Regions from separate parts of the Arachis hypogaea genome. Here region 2 is linked to region 1. The links are chromatin contacts, called in public Hi-C maps. All regions are on one chromosome and are shown on one strand. The core of a region is the stretch at or near the end of the contact, and the rest is flanking DNA. Distances in the headings are between cores, read along the strand shown. Region 1 holds the start of LOC112727960 (tRNA (cytidine(32)/guanosine(34)-2'-O)-methyltransferase). Region 2 has its middle 22 kb from the start of LOC112732118.

Region 1 (4,368 bases), core at 387-2,886:
AACTAACCATAAAAAATTAAAATTAAAGTTATACTTATATAAGATAAATTTTTTTCGACAAAAATAATTGATCCTTAAATTTTTATTGATAATTCTGCAACTAATACCCCTCCCTTATCCTAAATTAAGTCATTCCCTTTCTCTTCCTACAATTATCGCCGCCTATCATACCTCCTCCAAAAAGTCTTTGAACTTTGCTAGAATGGCTCGAACTCCAATAGCTGCAGCAACACTACCCCCGCTCAGATGCAACAAATACAAAATGAAAACTAAATCAGTGACCTACACAAAAGGATACAAATAGATAAATAGATGAATAATGAATGTGATAGTACCAGTGGAGAGCAAACGAGTAGTTGCTGCGATTGTTGTTGAAATTCGAGCCATTGTAGCAAAATTTAGAGACTTTTCGAAGGAGATATGGTAGCCGGTAAATGACAGCAACTATAAGGATAGAAAAAGAATGAATCGATTTAAGATAGAAAATGATATTTACGAAATTATTAATAAAAATTTAAAAATTAGTTATTTTTGTCGAACAAAACTTATCTTATATAGATATCATTTTATGTTCAATTTTTCTGATCAATTTTGTCAGCATCTAAATTTTTTATAATATAAAATAACTAATTACTCTATATACTAAGGTTCTGCTACATTTACAAAGGAATGATTCAGAAATGGGGAAACATAATTCTCTTTGGATTAATTTCCATACTTGGAATGCTGGAATTGGTGAACCCATTCCTTATGCAGTTATGCTATTATTTCACCACGGTTCACGGAGAATATTCAATTTGAAGAAATTATATTTACACTATTTTTTTTTTATACTTTTATTGTTTTTGGTCACCGATTCAATTTTTTTTAATTTAATAATCTAATATTATATTTTTAATTCACAATTTTAAATATTAATAACTAACTACTAATTAAAAGTTATAAATTATACTGATCATCTAATATTTTTTTAATTTTATGGCATAAAAAATAATTTATTTTTTTATTTTTATCAATTATGTTTTGTAAAAAATATATGCACAAAAGTAATATATAAAATATTTTTCTTAAATACGAATGGTATATTTTAAACAAAAACCCAACTCAATCGTCGACTATTTTCATAAAGAACAATACGAATTCATTATAAATAAAAAAGACACCTCGATTCTAATATTATTATTTTGGAACAATATCAACTCTCTATTAAAAAATATGTCACATGACGACAAAAATTAGTTTTTATGAGACTAGTTATTTTCAAAGTAGGTTTATTATTTTTTAAAGCCGGTTCATTTGGTCATTAAGAAACTAGTTTGGCTGATTATTATTCACTGCTAGAGCAGCCATATCTTCCATTTCCACTTCCACCACCGCCATTGCCAAAAGCCCAAAGTTCTCTTGGACATATAAAAAAAAGAAGCTTCCTTCTTTCTTTTATAGTTTTTGGTCAGGCCTCTCTTTCTTTCTTGATTCTGCTTAGGGTTGTTCATGGCCCAGATTAGTCCAAAGGTTCCGTCCATACCCAATTGGTTTGAGTCAAATTTTGTCCGAATTCATTTGGATCCGTCTAAATCCGATATAAAAAAAATCTAGACCCGGCTAAAGATAAAACCAAGGCTCGAGTCAGTGGACACGGTCCGGTTGAACCAGAATTAAAAAATTAGGAGGATTAGGGCACCGGCACACACAGCTTCCACTCCCCGCCTCCCCGGCATTCTTCTTCTTCGTGCTTCACTGCCTCGTCCGTTCTTCGGCCGGTCAGCCACGTCCGACGGCCACCACTAACCACCAGCCAGCCAGCCATATAAGTCACCATCAGTCTACCACAATTCGCAGTTTCGCAGTTTCGCAGCCTCACCAGTCACCAATACGATTCGCCGTCGATCACCGCACCGTCACACCGGATACATCTGGTTCTCTCGTTTCCGTCATCGTTGACGGTTGCTGCCGCTGGCCACTAGCCCGTGGTTGTTCATTGCCAGCAGCGGAGCAGCTAACTGGTAAACCTTTATTTTAATTCTAAAAGCCCATTGTTGTTATTATTGTTGTTGTAAATAATGGGGGTGTTTTGGATAAATCTTTTAAAAAATATATAAATTAAAGATAAAAAGCAAAAACATGAGCAAAAGCAACCCAATCAAAATTAAAGGTCATAAAAACAATCTAGTTCGTTATGGTGTCTTGTTGTTGTTATTGTTGTTTTCCTTTTGTTATGCAAATAAGGTGTTTGATGAAATGCCTTTATGTGTCTATGTGTGTTTTATGGTATTTGTTGTTTTTGCTTTTCAGGATTAGCAGTTTGGAAAGTGAGAGATAAATTATGGGCAAAGCATCAAGGGATAAGAGGGTATTGTAGAGATTGGTTCCCACTTTCTGAATTTGCTGTTTGTGTTTTTGGGCTTCCCTTATATGTTTAGCTGAATTGGCTTTTGCAGGATATATATTACCGGAAAGCAAAAGAAGAAGGTTGGCGTGCTCGAAGTGCCTTTAAACTCCTTCAGATAGATGAGGAGTTCAACATTTTTGAAGGTGCGTGTTTTAATTGGTTATTCAAGGGACATGAATGTTAACTAGCTAGGTGAATTTTTCAGTTTTCTTTTTAAGTTGTTTTATTAATATGTTTTTGTATGGATGGTATTGCCCTCTGTCCTGTATTCATGAGTTTGATAATGTCATTACCCCATTATGTGTTAGCCCAGTAAATAGAAATTGAAGTCAACAATAGACAAGTGACTTACTTACACTCCTTTTTCATGTGACTTCTTGGGATAGATGGATTTCTTACTTGTTCTTGTCTAAGAAATAATGAAATGTTTTCAATTAAAATTTGGTTTTGTACTTGAGTCTACTACAGATTGATATGGCATTGTGATTCCTTATTTCTATGTATGTATTACATTATGTGAAACAAATTCAAATTCTGGCAGGAGTGAAGCGTGTTGTAGATTTATGTGCTGCCCCAGGTAGCTGGAGTCAGGTACTAGTGACTGGAAATGATCACTGTTTTGGTATTTGAATTGTTAACCAATATTATTCATTTAAATTATTTCATATTATGCACAACCACAAATGTTTTGAAAAGCATCTTTTGCTTCAGCAGCAGCAGCAACAAGACCAATCAACTGCATGGTTTTAAGTTTAAAGTACTTTAAACAATGTCATTACTAGACACAACTTTTTGTTTTTAGTTTATTCTGCTGACATTATTTTAACTTTTAACATGATACTTGAGACTGGAACCGAGGTCAGTCCATGACATGGAGATATATCATCAATAGTAGAAGTACTAGAATAGGGATAACAGAGCTTGCACTATATGTCCATCTTCATAACAATCAATTCTTATGTTCAGGTTTTGAGTCGTAAAGTGTATCTCCCGGTTAAACTTGCACCTGATGCAAAGTAAGTTTTCTTTTCTTTGAGAGTGCTTTGTTTCCCACTCATATGTTCTATCGAATTTATAAAATAATCAAATCAATGCTTTTGAATATTCAACGTGAAAGTGGTGTGCTTTATGTTTCTGAACATGATGTAAATCATATCAGCTGGCTTTTTTGTCTTGGTTGTCAAATTTCTCCTCATTTTGATATCAGGGATGAAGATCTTCCTCTTATTGTAGCTATTGATTTGCAGCCAATGGCTCCAATTGAAGGTGTTATCCAGGTGCAGGGTGATATAACTAATGCACGGACTGCTGAAGTGGTAAACAGTAATACTGCTGTCATGCTGTACTATATTTATTTTGTTGGGCTGGGATGAGAATGTTTCACATATGCAATTGGAAAATTATATTTAATCTGTCTTATCTTATTATCTAAGCTGTGTTTCTTTTATATGGAAATTTGATCGAGAGTTCATCCTCCTTTTTATCTTTTTTTTTTTCTTTTCTCATTTCTTTTTTGAACAATGGAACTTGCAGGCTGCATGTTCCATCAGTTAATTTATCTCAATTACCTATTGTACTAAAGTTTGAAAATTGTTTTCTTTATCATTTTTTATTCAGGTCATCAGACATTTTGATGGCTGCAAGGCTGACCTAGTTGTGTGTGATGGTGCTCCGGATGGTAAACAAAATATGATAATTAACTGCGTAGTTATGAAGCATAGCATTTATGTTATTTAAGTAGAAAACATTTAATTGTAAGTGATTTTGCAGTTACTGGGCTTCATGACATGGACGAATTTGTTCAGTCCCAACTCATACTTGCAGTAAGTTTTTTTGTTCCAATAAGTTTTTTTGTTCTTATAACCTTCTCATCTTTTGTTCTTTCATACGTGCTTGTCCTCTAAGGTGCACCACATTGCATTTTTGTTAGGGCTGGAAGTGAGTCAAGCCAGCTCATGAGCCAGCTCGAGCTCGACTCA
Region 2 (4,672 bases), core at 915-3,414, 130 kb before region 1:
TCCTTCTATATTAAAGGTGAACGGCTAAGGGTTGAGATCAAGGAGAGTAAGTAAAAAAGCACAGAGTTCTCATATTTACCCGAGCTTCCTGAGTTCTTCTCCTTCAATGGTGTTCATTTTGTTTTGTTTTTCTTAGTATTGTCCATCTAAGTCTCATGGTAAAAGGCAAATATGGTGAGGTTTATAAGAAAATGCCAGTGAGAGGTAAAAGGCAGTGAGCAATATTAGAACAAAAGCCATAGATATCTCAGAGTTTCTTTGTACATCTTTATGTTATGTTTCATGATCCTGTGGGGATTCTCTTGCAAGTTGGGTTAGCACTTTGCTGTTGAAAGCTTGGTTTGAGTCCAAGTCAAATTCAGATTGGGATTAGAATCTGGATTTGTCCCAGATAGGATTGGGTAGATCCTAGGAAAAGAATTGGTGTTTGTAATTTGTTAAAGATAGTGAAATTCCGTCACTGTTGTGATGGAAACTGGATATAGGCTGCATTGCACTTAGCAGCTGAACTAGAATACATCTTGGTGTAATTCTCTCTTCTCTGCTTTTTTTCTGTTTCTGGTTCTCAGGAGACGAAATGAAAAATGTCTCTCAACTTGTTACGAGACAAAAGTGAAAATATCTCTTGAAGTTTGTTGAAAAGTAAAAGTAATACTTTGCGAAAAAGGAAGCTAAGATTCAACCTCCCCTTCTCTTAGCCACTGATTACCATCAAATTAAAATGTTATAATTTTTTAACTAGAAATTCAAAAACCAAATAATAAAAAAAATATCTAAATATTAAATACTAACATTAAAGTTTGTCATCAATAATTAAAATCTACAAAAAACTTACCACATATTTACTTATAACTAAAACTAATTCTAATAACCAATAATAATACAACACCATAATTAAATAATCAAAACACAACGCATAGAATACAAAAATTTAAGCTGCACAAAACACAAGAATACAAAATATAGCATAAAAACAACAATAAAATAAACAAATAGCACTGTAAAATTAAAAAATAGCAACAATTAGCCGTAACAATAGAAAACAACAGCCAACGAGTTATAGTTCAAATGGTATATTATCCCCATCCTTATTTAGAAATTTTGGGTTCGAGTCTCACTCCTAATTTTCAAAAAAAAAAAAAAAACAACAACAAGAAGAAGAAGAACAAACAACAACAATTAGAACTATTAAGAACATACAACAACAATCAACAACAAAAAAATAACACTAAAAATTAAATAAAAAATAATATTTGAACAACAAGAACAAAACTATCAAGAACTAACTAAATGTACTATTAAAAAAAAAAAGAAAAAAAAAATGACTATAGAGAACTACCACTACTAGAAGCGAGCAAGATAGAACTCGATGGAGGAGAAAAGAAAGTGATGATGGCAAAGCAGATGCGGACTTGGAAAGGTGGCGGCGACTGAAGAAGAAAGTGAGGATGACTGGCCAGCTTAGTAGCTGGAGCAAAGGAGACCGGGGTGGGAGAACAAGTTGGGAGTAGTTATGTCATACTGGTCAGGGAAGAACAAGAGGAATAGAGGATTTTAGGATTTTTTTTTTCTTCTTATCACTAAAATAAGGTTGTTTTGGAGAATTTTGTAAAAGCCAACAAGATCATGGTTCGGTTCGATTGATTGGTTTTTGACCAATTTTTTGTTTTGAAAAGATTTTTAATTTTGACGGTCCTTTAAGTTTATTGAATCAAATTTTTTATTATTTTTTATTTGATCGGTCTAAACGACTGATTTAAATTTATATTTTAGAATTATGAAAATTAAAAAGATTATGGATAAAATTTCAAAAGATGGTTTTTTTACCGTATATTTCTTAAAAAATTCTCAAAACAAAACCAAAATAAAAAGAACAATAAATAAAAGAGAACTTAACGTTTAAACTAAACACTATAGCCTATTTATTACCAACCTCAGTAGTTGATTTGGGCCCTCCACAGTTTATTCGGCTTATTAGGACCACTCAAATCACACAAGGCAGCTATTACTTGAAATAAAATATCATAAATAATATAGTAAGCATTAAGTGTAATTTATGAACCTTTTTTGAAATAGATGTCATAATTAAGACTTTGGGGCGAACTAATCTATATCTCTACATGTACACTACTTATTTCTTTTAGGAGTTTCATGAGGGGCCCAAGCTCTCCCCACACTACGATAGAATTTAACATCCATTCAATTTTCTTACATGCAAATGGACCAGCCCAGCTACACATTAATGAATGATGATCGTTGTTGGTCCATTTCCGAAGCCCAGCAGGGTTTGGCGACCATTCATATAGCATTATAGCTAATTAAGTTGGAGGGAAATTCTGACACAAAAAAATGTTGGAGGGAAATAAAGATTTTTCTTCTATTTAGCTAAACTCCAAAAATTTATACGCCGAAAAACTGAAATCCACAAAAATGATAATCATAAAAAAAAAAGTTTCTTAAAAGATAGTATTAATTCGATAAAAATGACTAAATATAGGAAAAATACTCTTAAAAAAGGTTTAAAAGTTATATTTTGACAAATTTTTTGTGTACATGGTTAGAAAATTAATATATTTTCATCTTTAAAATTTAATGATTTCATTCCAAATGAATTTTATTTAGAAGATGCTTCAAAGAAGTAGTGTAATATTCAATATCTAGACTATTTTTTCATTTTTATTATTTTATGTTCTTTGTATATAAATAAAAGAGTAAATAATCATTTTTAATCATAAAAGATTTAGACCTTGACAAAATTGATCAGAAAAAAATTAAACTAATATTATATCTAGAGTGAATATCCAACTCGGTCCTTGAAAATTATTTCGAAAAAACTACGAGATCTTTGACAAAAAAAATACTCAACCTGGTCCCTGATTTTTTTAGGATTGATTAGCCATTGTGCAAAAAAAAAAAAAAACAACATTGACTTTTTTTTGCTCAGGGGCTAATCAATCCCATAAAAGTAAAGCTCAGAAGCCGAGTTGGGTATTTTTTTTTGTCAAGGACTTCGTTGTCTTTCGAAGTAATTGTCATGGACCGTTTAGAGTTTTTCTCTTATATCTATAAATAATGAATTGTATTTAACAAAAATATTCAATCATTAATTTTTTATTAATTTCATTAAAATCATATTAAATTTCTAAATTACTCCTATTATCATCTTCTTCAACATCTTGAAATACTATTTTTTTTCTAACAAGATTTAAAAGATCAAAACTTATTTGTGCCCACAATACAACTACCATTATCTAAAACATCACATAATTGCTTTTGCCAACTCCTCCACCACCACGACTCCCTCCGTAGAAAAAGATAGCACTTGTAGATGAAAAATGTATATTTTTCATTAATATAGCGGTATTCGCTATGACTTTTCTCTTTTAACTTTTATCAAATTTAAAATCAAAATCAATATTTCAGTTCATAGAGAGATGATAAAAAAACATAATATTTATGAGGTTTGATGCTTAGGCATTTTTAGTCATTTTTATATGTCTTTCTGAATAAATTACTTAAGTTTAAATCATAGTTCTTATGTGTTTAGTGAAGTTTCTATGACTAATCATATATTTGAGTTGTTTTAGAATGATTGCTTTTAGGATTAATTTAAAGTAATTAGGAGAAAAATAAACAAACAAAGAAACATAAGAGTGCACTCTCAGGAGAGGAAGAGAAGTTGGCGCCAGGCTTCAAGGATCTCAAGCCCAGCGCCAACCAATCAAGCCCAGCGCCCAAGTAGAGCACCCAACTTGGAGCATGCAAGTCTAGCACCAGAAACTGGCGCTCAACTCCAAAGCACCAAGCCCAGTGCCTAAACCTCCAAGCCCAGCGCCTTCAAAGGTGCTCAAGGGCTGGTGCCCTACTTCCATGACTCAAGCCCGGTGCCCGATGAGGGCCATAACATGGGCGCCTAGCGCCAACTCTCGGAGCTCACCTTCAAGTGATTTTTCACTCCCAATGGCCCGAAATTGCATTCAAGTTAGGCACCAATCATCCAAATCCAGTGCCAAGTCCAGTGTCTTATCTCAGAAAGTTCTAATTCAACTCAAAATATTCAAGATTTGAATGATTAGTTAGCATTAACTTCTTCCAGAAAGATAAAATTTGCCTATTAAGATTTAGTTTTAGATTAAATTTGAATTGTTATTTTTATATATCTTACCCTTCAAAAGATAAAATTAGATTTAGTTTTTGAATTTGAATTCTAGATTAGAAGTAGAATATAAATAAGTGAATGCATGGTTCACAAGGATCATCTATCATCCATCATTGAATCATAACTGGATCCATCTAACATCTCATTAGTTTTAGGTTTTTTTTTTATCATGAGTAAGTAAACCTCTCTTGTTAAGGGTTAGGAGCTCTGTTTAATTTTACGGATTGGTAATGTAAGTGTTTTCTTTATTTTGATTAATGCATTAATACTTTTTTAATATTGAGTCTCGTTCTTCATCTTTAATGGTTAGAAGTATTGAAAATATTTTAATTCTATTTTGGATTCTATTATTATTTTGAAAAATTTAATATCGGGATTAGTTTGAAACTCTTTCTCATAATTTTTAACTTGGCTAGGAATAGTATTTTGAAAGTTGTGCAGCTTTAAATTGAAACCGTGCTTAACTTCTTTTCTTAATTATTTGACCAAGAAATTTGCGATTAAATAAGTTAA

Evidence for each region. A called contact is a pair of places that touch in the nucleus more often than the background predicts.
Region 2: a contact with region 1 is called in a Hi-C map of leaf, with 4 times the contacts expected there. The contact joins the enhancer-like site here to the promoter of LOC112727960 in region 1. A contact is called at or near these places in 2 of 8 Hi-C or Micro-C datasets (both in leaf).

Annotation. Positions count from the first base shown.
Region 1 is chr12:102,827,089-102,831,456 of arahy.Tifrunner.gnm2.J5K5, reverse strand. LOC112727960 (tRNA (cytidine(32)/guanosine(34)-2'-O)-methyltransferase) reads left to right here and starts at 1,636. Exons shown (of 12, transcript XM_025777919.3): 1 at 1,636-2,003; 2 at 2,293-2,350; 3 at 2,439-2,532; 4 at 2,931-2,980; 5 at 3,356-3,405; 6 at 3,597-3,705; 7 at 4,007-4,067; 8 at 4,160-4,212. The coding sequence starts at 2,324.
Region 2 is chr12:102,954,768-102,959,439 of arahy.Tifrunner.gnm2.J5K5, reverse strand. No RefSeq gene overlaps it. Among protein-coding and RNA genes, the nearest start is that of LOC112732118, 22 kb to the right of the region's middle. Within about 2 kb of position 2,164, at least 2 of the 3 cell types and tissues checked have open chromatin away from gene starts, as enhancers often do.